Linked DNA regions of Hordeum vulgare: region 1 is linked to region 2. A link is a contact called in public Hi-C data. All regions are on one chromosome and are shown on one strand. The core of a region is the stretch at or near the end of the contact, and the rest is flanking DNA. Distances in the headings are between cores, read along the strand shown. Region 1 holds the start of LOC123448077 (methylesterase 17-like). Region 2 holds the start of LOC123448074.

Region 1 (3,927 bases), core at 833-3,332, 700 kb after region 2:
TATGGATTGAAGGGAGAGAAAGGGGAGGGGCGGAAGACGCAAGTGCTAGAGGTGCCCTTGCGGCGGATGGTTTGGGAGAGGGGAGGGGAGATCGTGGCTTGGTGGTGGTCACGGTGAATCGGGAGCGAGGGACATGCGAGAGGATCGTGGCTGTTTCTTGACGAAGACCATGTGGGGGCGCGGCGGACATATGGATTGAAGGGAGAGAAAGGGGAGGGGCGGAAGACGCAAGTGCTAGAGGTGCCCTTGCGGCGGATGGTTTGGGAGAGGGGAGGGGAGATCGTGGCTTGGTGGGTGAATCGGGAGCGAGGGACATGCGAGAGGATCGTGGCTGTTTCTTTTTCTTTTTTACCGTGTGGAAGAAGTGCGAGACGTGAGGGAAGGGAGATCGAACGAAGCGAGGTGAGATTTTTTTGCTGTATCGATCTCGTATGGGGGAGGAAGGAGGTCGAACCATCACGACGACTGCACATCCCTCTTTAATAATAGAGATGATAAGGAAACAAATAAACCGTTATTTCTTATGTAACTTTAGAAGATCTTGATTGGATGTTTCGAATAACTGAACAAGGAGAAACTATTTTTGGCTTACTTTCATGTGGTTTCGTAGCGTAGCACGGGCATTTTATTAGTACCTACTAATAAAGCAAGGTAATATTTTTGATTTCGTCCCGCGTCTGATCTTATATTACGTGAAATATATGAGGTGGTACTAATTCGTACAACCAAGTTTCATTAAAAAAAGTGAGGAGGATTCGGACTCGCAACCTTTAGGTTAGTACAGACTGTCATGGCCAACTGAGCTATGGCAAAGGTGATACCAATATTAAAAATTGTCCCACACACAATATACATCTTATATACGCAACTTATATACATATACAATATACGCAACTTATATACGTCTTTCGGTTCCCACGTTATCAGGAAGAGGTCTTGGGGATTATGACAGAGAAGAGAAACGTGGAAGGAATAAAGGCTTAAGGAAGGAAAAGAGAAACGTGGAAGCCATAAAGGCTAAGGAAGGAAAGAGTGGCAACTTAACATTCTACGTATATGGGCTGCTATTAAACCCATGAGGCCAGAAAATCTAACAGAGATGAAAGACCTTTTCCGTAAATTCTTAGCCCGAGGTGTCCGATCGGTAAGAAAGAGTCAAACCACGCGTGAAGTCGGCATGCATGTACGTGGAACAAGATAAAACAGGACTAGAAATCCACCCAGGAAATAATAAAAGGACAAAACACGTGAAGTGCAAATCCTGAGTGATTCAAGTTATGCAATTCTAGCTCGTTCAAAAAAAAAAAGTTATGCAATTCTAGTGCCGCGTACATAGACATACCGTACGTGACAAATGGCGTGCATACACATAGCCTATACATGTTGGACTTGGTCTTACCTGTCTCCATCGACCGGCTCGCACCGAGTCAACTTTTCCCCGAGGACGTGATGTGCTGTGGACAACTATTTTCCTATCTTTTTTCCCGAGATTTATGCATGGGCAGGTGCAGTAAAAGAGCGAAACGCTGAGCTGGTCGTTGAATGCATGCGATTTGGTCGTTTGAAGAGTAAGAGCATCTCCGAATCTAAAAAACTGGTGTCTTGAAGGGTCGAAAACTTCAACCGACGATAAAAAAGATGTATCTTTCCAACCATACCCCCATCTCAATCAAAAATTTATGAAGGTAATGAAAAAGTGGACCTAAAAAAGGACACATGAAAAGACGTGGATTGCGACGCCCCCAAAAGCCCGAAGCGCGTCGGGTTCTGCCCGGGTACGCAGGCGCTATTTTGACGTCCTGGGGACGCTGAGGGCATGGCCGGGCCGTTTTTCGGTCAAAAAACGCCCCCAAGCCTAACACCGAGCCTAAAAAGGTGTCCTTAGGGGCATCCTGGGAGCTGAAGTTGCTCTAAGCAAACATGAGTAGACCGATCTATGTTTCCATCCTGCCCAAGTATCTGAATAGACTGATCATCGCCTCGTGGCACCTCGTCCCTCTGGCCAACGTCTTAAGTTTGATTCCCGGCATCTACTTTGAAGACATCGAAATCAAAACTGCCTGGCCTCGCCTATATAAGTTTTAAGCAGCTCATCACTAACGGGCACGCAATCGCAGATACCCCCAGATAGATAGGCAGGCGCACAAACAATCGTAGTGGTACAAGTTATTGACGAGATGGACGCTGGCGGCGATGCTACCAAGGGCAAGGAGCACCTTGTCCTAGTGCACGGTGCCGGCCACGGCGCCTGGTGCTGGTTCAGGCTCCTGGCCCTGCTCCGGGGCTCCGGCCACCGCGTCTCCTGTGTTGACCTTGCCGGGGCAGCAGGCAGCCGCGTCGACCCCGACTCTGTCCGGTCGTTCGACGAGTACACCGGGCCGCTCGTCGACCTCCTGTCCGCGCTGCCGGAGGGCGAAAAGGTGACGACAGTAACCGTGTACCCACACGCCCACACCCCTGCTTGCAATTGGATGCTTGCATGCATGGACTAGTTTTTTTTTTTTTTGGTTACTGCACTACTCTTTCAGTCTCAGGATAACAAAATATAGCTCTAAACTAAATTCTTTTACTGCATATTTTTGGGAATCATGATAGATGAAAAAAATGTGGTTTTGTGGGATAAAAGTGTATAACATACTGAGAATCAAAGAAAATTACTCATAATAACAAGGAAATCTCGTGTTACTGATTGATACTAGCACAACAACAAACTAACGGCGGCATATTTCCTTCAGGTGATTTTGGTTGGGCATAGCGCAGGAGGGCTAAGTGTGACCCATGCAATGCATTTATTCAGCGACAGGATTAAGCAGGCAATCTTCATAGCAGCAACCATGCTCCCATTTGGCTACCAAACGGAACAAGACATCAAAGATGTGACTGCTTGAACTCTCTTATCATACGCTCAATTAAACTCTTATTATGTCCGGTCACAATAGCAGCTACCATTAGTTCTTGCTTTTAAAGACTTTCAGCTGAAATTTAACAGGGCGTACCTGATTTATCCGAGCTTGGGGACGTGTATGACCTAGCATTTGGTCTTGGAATAGACCACCCGCCAACGAGTGTAGCACTGCGGCCAGAGTTCCAGCGCATGATCCTGTCCCAGCAAAGCCCCCAAGAGGTTGGTTAATGGAATTGCAGCGCTGAATCATCTGCCGATGTGTTATATGCCATGGTCGCGGAGCTGTAACTGTAAGATGTTTGTTCAGGACTCTGCGCTTGCCTCCATCCTACTCCGTCCATGGCCTGCCGCCTTGAGCGCAGCCAGGTTTGGGAGAGGCGGTGGGGACAGCAGCGCGATCGACCAGGTGCGGCGCGTGTACATAACGACGGCAAAGGATTCCATGGTGAAGCCGGAGCAGCAGGAGGCCATGATTCGCCGGTGGCCACCGAGCAAGGTTGTGGCCATGGACACCGACCACAGCCCCTTCTTCTCCGCTCCGGAGCGTCTCTTTCAACTCATCATCAAGTTACTGTGACCACTTGTACATCATGCATACACGGTCTGGGTGACGCCTAGCTGCTCCTGCTATTGTATTCTCCAGTCTCCACTTCTCCAGTCTTCACTGTGTGATGTTACTTACTCCCTCCGTTCCTAAATATAAGTCTTTTAAGAGATTTCACTACAAACTACATACGGAGCAAAATGAATGAATCTACACTCTAAAGTATGTCTATGTTCATCGGTATGTAATCTATAGTGGAATTTTTTTAAAGACTTATATTTAGGAACGGAGGAAGTACATGCCAATTAAGTTACAAACAAGGCTATGTTAAGTTCCAGATGTACGACACATGAATATATCATGGTGCAAAACCAGCAATTAACACCACAAAACATCCTCCGATAAGTTAGCACGTCCGTCAGGGCCAAATGCCAAACACGATGTAGGGAGGAGAGAAACCAGCTGGTCCACACGCTAT
Region 2 (4,338 bases), core at 723-3,222:
TTGTCTTGAATGTCTTTGTCTACAACCGCAGTATGATGTTCTAACGGTTCTTCTGGATCACTAAAATACCTCTCCAGTTCTTCAATCAATCGACCATGAGGATCGCTTCGAGGGCTATCATCCATTTTGCCCCCTGACAAAATCCTCCGGCTACCAATTTGATTATGCAGAGCATCATTAAGCCCATTATTGTCTGCTACATCCGAAAAGTCTTCCTCGTCATCACTTAATGATAAAGACCGCTCCAATTCCTCAATCAGATCTTCATAAGATTCAATACATAAACCCTCATACGGTTGCAACCTCTCCTCTCTCTGACCCACCATGTTAATGGATTTAGCCCCATCTTCCTCGTACAGTTTGTTTATCTCAGCTGCCTCATGACAGTTCATATTTTTATTGTCAGCAGAATTTTTTTCCTCAGCCATGCTCTCTATTTCTCTTATCACATTGTTACTGGAATCATCTCCCAGTTCCTCACCTGCGATACTATGGACAGCTGCAGCTTCGCTGGCAACATTAGCATCGTTTGCAACATCCATAACGTAACCCTTTTCGCCATCTGCATCTTCACTTATTTCAACACCCTGTACATTTTCTATTAGCTTCATACTAGAATTAGCTGCAGTACTTTTGCCATCTGGCTCTTCGATCATAAACTCAGGGTTTCGGGCATTGCCAACACTTAAGGAACAATTCTCCTCGCCGTCAACCTCGCCAGATGCTGCACTCTCTCCAACAGGCATAGTCCTTTCTCCGTTAACATTCTCACAGGAAACGGCATGCTTGCCTACAGATGAAATATTTCCCTCAACCACATTTTCACTAGGCTGCATATCAGCAGAGACAACTTTCAGTTCATCTGAACAAATAGACTTGCTGGTCTGAGGGGACCCTTCCGAGCTGCGTCGAAAATTGTTCTGTTCACCGGATACCGAATCGGGCTGAGTTACTGGCGCACCTCGATTTTTCGCTGCATCAAATATTCAATGAATACAAAAAAGAGTCTGAAAAATAGAGATATTGCTTAGCCAATCAAGGAGGATGGATCATATGATTTATACCTCTAAGAATGGTGCCGCAGCCACCACACTGGTAAACCGGAATGGACGGGTACTCCACAAGAAGCTGGAGGCATTTGGGGCACCTGACGAACCGAAGATTCTGAGCTTCCATGGACATGATCTCCTCACAGCCGCAATATCTCGGTTACAGAAGGTAGATACACTTCAGTGAAAAGGTACCAACATCACCCCCCTGATGACAAAATAATGAACTTCACCACAGTTATCTTCCACTCCCAGGCATCAAAATAATCTATTATACAAAAGAATGGATATAGTAATAAAGGAATAAGGACAATGCAGCAAGGAGGAACTCCACCACAATATATTTTCTTTCCCAGAGAAATAGACATCAGACGACTGTTTTTAGACAGATTCATTTAGTCAACAACAGCCAGGTCAAGTTCAAGAATATAGATATACGTATAAAAAAAAGCGCCACCTAGCCCATCAAAACATGGCAGCAAGAATCACATGGACCACGGATCATCCAAATCGATGAGGGAGCACTTGCAGATCTAGGAAGTGGAGAAAAATCTACAGCCGTACGCAAGAGAGGACCGGGGGGAGAAAAGAACACGAACCTTGTGCTCGCAAGACCACGGCCCCGGAGAAGATCATCTCACACGCCGCAATGTCTCGCTGCTTCTCCCGCCTCCCCAGGCGAGAGCGAACTCGGAGGGATCGCGAGGGGGACGGTGAATCTTGGGCCACGGGGGAGGAGAGGGGTGGAGCAAAAGCGAAAAGGGGGAAAGAAGGCTATGCCGTCAGTGATGTCCAGCTGAGCTCAGGGTCGGGCTGTCTGGTGAAAGCTGGAGGAGAGAGAAGGGGGGCGGGGGAGGGAGGAGACGATGGCAGGGGGACCAAGAGAAAGAGGGGAGACGAGGGGGAGGAAATGGTGGTGTGTGATGCTGTGTTTGGGGATGAGACAAGGCATGGCGCTGTCTGCTTGGCGGCATGACCACTTGACCACGCCAGTTTACTCGGTGGAAAATGTGTGCGTGTAATTAATTGCACGTGGACAAGTCAATAGCTCCAAAAGGACGCGGATTTTAAGGGGGCAGCTAATCTAGAGCATCTACAACTTTTATGAGCTAATTTGGCCACCACCTGCAACCACCATTATCAAATCCATCGTCATATACCGTTGATCTTGAATATATCATCCAAAAAATCATCACAGTTTATCAACCGATAATTCTAAAGTTAAACAACTAAAAAACGACAATGCAACACAAAGGAGGAGCGTCTTTACCACTTCCTTGCCGACCCCTTGCCCTTCCGATGGCCACAACAGTTGTAGGCGTCCACGGCAAGTGGTGGATAATCGGAGTCGTCGGAGGACGAGAACGAGGAGGAGAAATCGGAGATGACGATGAGGCCTTCGTCCGCTTGAGTCGGCCACCCTCGCCGCCTCTGCCACCTCGCACTCGGACTGCTAGTGGCTAGCCAGAGCGCCTTGGTGTTCTTCCGACGGAGCCAGCGAGCGTCCGTCTCTGCTCTCGTAAGTGAGCGGCGGTAGACCAAAGCGAGGAGTCGCTCCTCCTCGCTAGGCATCGCCAACAAACCGCAACGATGACGAACGGATTGCTCCACGGCTGAAAGGACCGATATGGTTAACGAAAGGAGGATGAATAGGCAACTATCATTTTTAGCACTTTTAATCAAATTAGGTTTATCAAGGAATCTACAATACCAATTGTTGTTCCAGCCTGGAGTGTTGGAGGCTCTTTTAGGGGTGGTAGCTGCACGACTTGCTGCCTCTAGTGTTGCGGGTGACTCAACCATAGATAATATATTTTTTAAATTCAATGTGGCCAAAGAAACCTATGGAGGGCTATCCAAAGAAGAAGGGGAGGAAAGAGAGGAAGGAAAGCGTGAGTGAGAGATTTAAAGATGTCCACAGGAAAAAATAGGTAAAAAAGGAGACACCTTCCTCACGTTCGCCCCACTGATAGTGATTTAGAATTTTCCTTCGAGAAAACTTTGGATAGTTATGAGCGTATGCTATATGGTGATGTGAACATTTCCTTTAAGCAGGTGTGTGGGGGTAGAGTGGAAACAGTGAAGGATGTGGATGGTGTTGTCACACATGTTGCAAAGGAGATGTGTGAGAAGGAGGAGTAGTATGTGCCGAAGGAGAGGGAATCCATTGGAGAAGAGAAGGGAGATAATGGTGCATCGGCGGCCTTCGAAGAGGAGGTCCGTTAGGCCAAATGAAAATCTTGGGCTGGAACTGCCGTGGTATGCTCTCCAACATGACAATTCGCGAGCTCTTGGACCTCCAAGGTGAAAGCACAACTTCTCTCTAGGTGGTTTTGGTAATTAAAAACAACATATAGTTCATTGAACTAATGAGCCTATCAAATATATTTCACGAAAAGTTCAATGAATGGATTGGCTAGGAATTGTGAGGAGGATCTCCTAGATGCCACACTTATTGGCAAGAGCTTCAAGACTACATTTTATTTTATGCGAGAAATTATATTTGAGTCCATAGAAAAGCCAATACTATTAAAAAGGGATGAGGTATTGAAAATGATCTCGGTGCTCATAGTATTTAGAGATTTGTCACAAAAATCCTCCACCAATCCCTAACAAAAGATTATGTCCAAGATCCATATTGTCAAATTCAGCGCCACCAAGTTTTCCATTTCAGCCGCACAGAGTTTCCCTTAGACACAACCCAAGCCAAACCGTAGTATCTCGGTGCAACCGAGTTTCGGTTCTGTACAGCCGAAAAGAAGTGACCATCTTGTTGGTATCTAATTGTCAAAAATCGGAATTTCCGAGTTTTGCATTTCTGTGCCACCGAGTCAGCGGAAGTGCCCAGGTCAATCAAAAATCAGGCTCGCCGTGTTTTTATCTATCGGTCTCGTTGAAACACCGAAAGTAATGACATTTTGCACTAATCGGTATAACCGAGTTTTTACTTCGGTTCCATCGAGTTGGGCAATAATGTTGTAACAGTTAGATTTTTGGAGATGGCTATATATACGCCTCTCTCTCGTTCACAGAGAGAGCACTCAGAACAAGCAAACACTTCCACCATTTATTTTCTGAGAGAGAATCATGTGTTGAGATCAAGATCTTCCACTACAACCATACGAATCTTGATTTCTAGCCTCCCCAAGTTGCTTTCCACCCAATCAATCTCTTCTACCAAGCCAAATTCTATGAGAGAATGATTGAGTGTTGAGGAGACTATCTTTTGAAGCACTAGAGCAAGGAGTTCATCATCCATACCACATCTATTACCTTTTGGAGAGTGGTG

Evidence for each region. A called contact is a pair of places that touch in the nucleus more often than the background predicts.
Region 1: a contact with region 2 is called in a Hi-C map of leaf, with 8 times the contacts expected there. The contact joins the promoter of LOC123448077 here to the promoter of LOC123448074 in region 2. A contact is called at or near these places in 3 of 6 Hi-C or Micro-C datasets (leaf and seedling) and 1 of 1 datasets of contacts at active chromatin or transcription factors (embryo).

The regions. Positions count from the first base shown.
Region 1 is chr4H:117,217,123-117,221,049 of MorexV3_pseudomolecules_assembly, forward strand. It overlaps LOC123448077 (methylesterase 17-like), which reads left to right and starts at 2,083. Exons shown (of 4, transcript XM_045124848.1): 1 at 2,083-2,420; 2 at 2,736-2,876; 3 at 2,990-3,124; 4 at 3,213-3,554. The coding sequence starts at 2,178. The coding sequence ends at 3,482. It overlaps LOC123448079 (a long non-coding RNA gene), which reads right to left and starts at 2,035. Exons shown (of 3, transcript XR_006631605.1): 1 at 1-2,035. LOC123448078 (methylesterase 17-like) reads left to right here and starts at 3,649. Exons shown (of 4, transcript XM_045124849.1): 1 at 3,649-3,927. LOC123448080 (a long non-coding RNA gene) reads right to left here. Exons shown (of 3, transcript XR_006631606.1): 3 at 3,515-3,598.
Region 2 is chr4H:116,518,689-116,523,026 of MorexV3_pseudomolecules_assembly, forward strand. LOC123448074 reads right to left here and starts at 1,973. Exons shown (of 3, transcript XM_045124847.1): 1 at 1,649-1,973; 2 at 1,065-1,257; 3 at 1-973. The coding sequence starts at 1,182.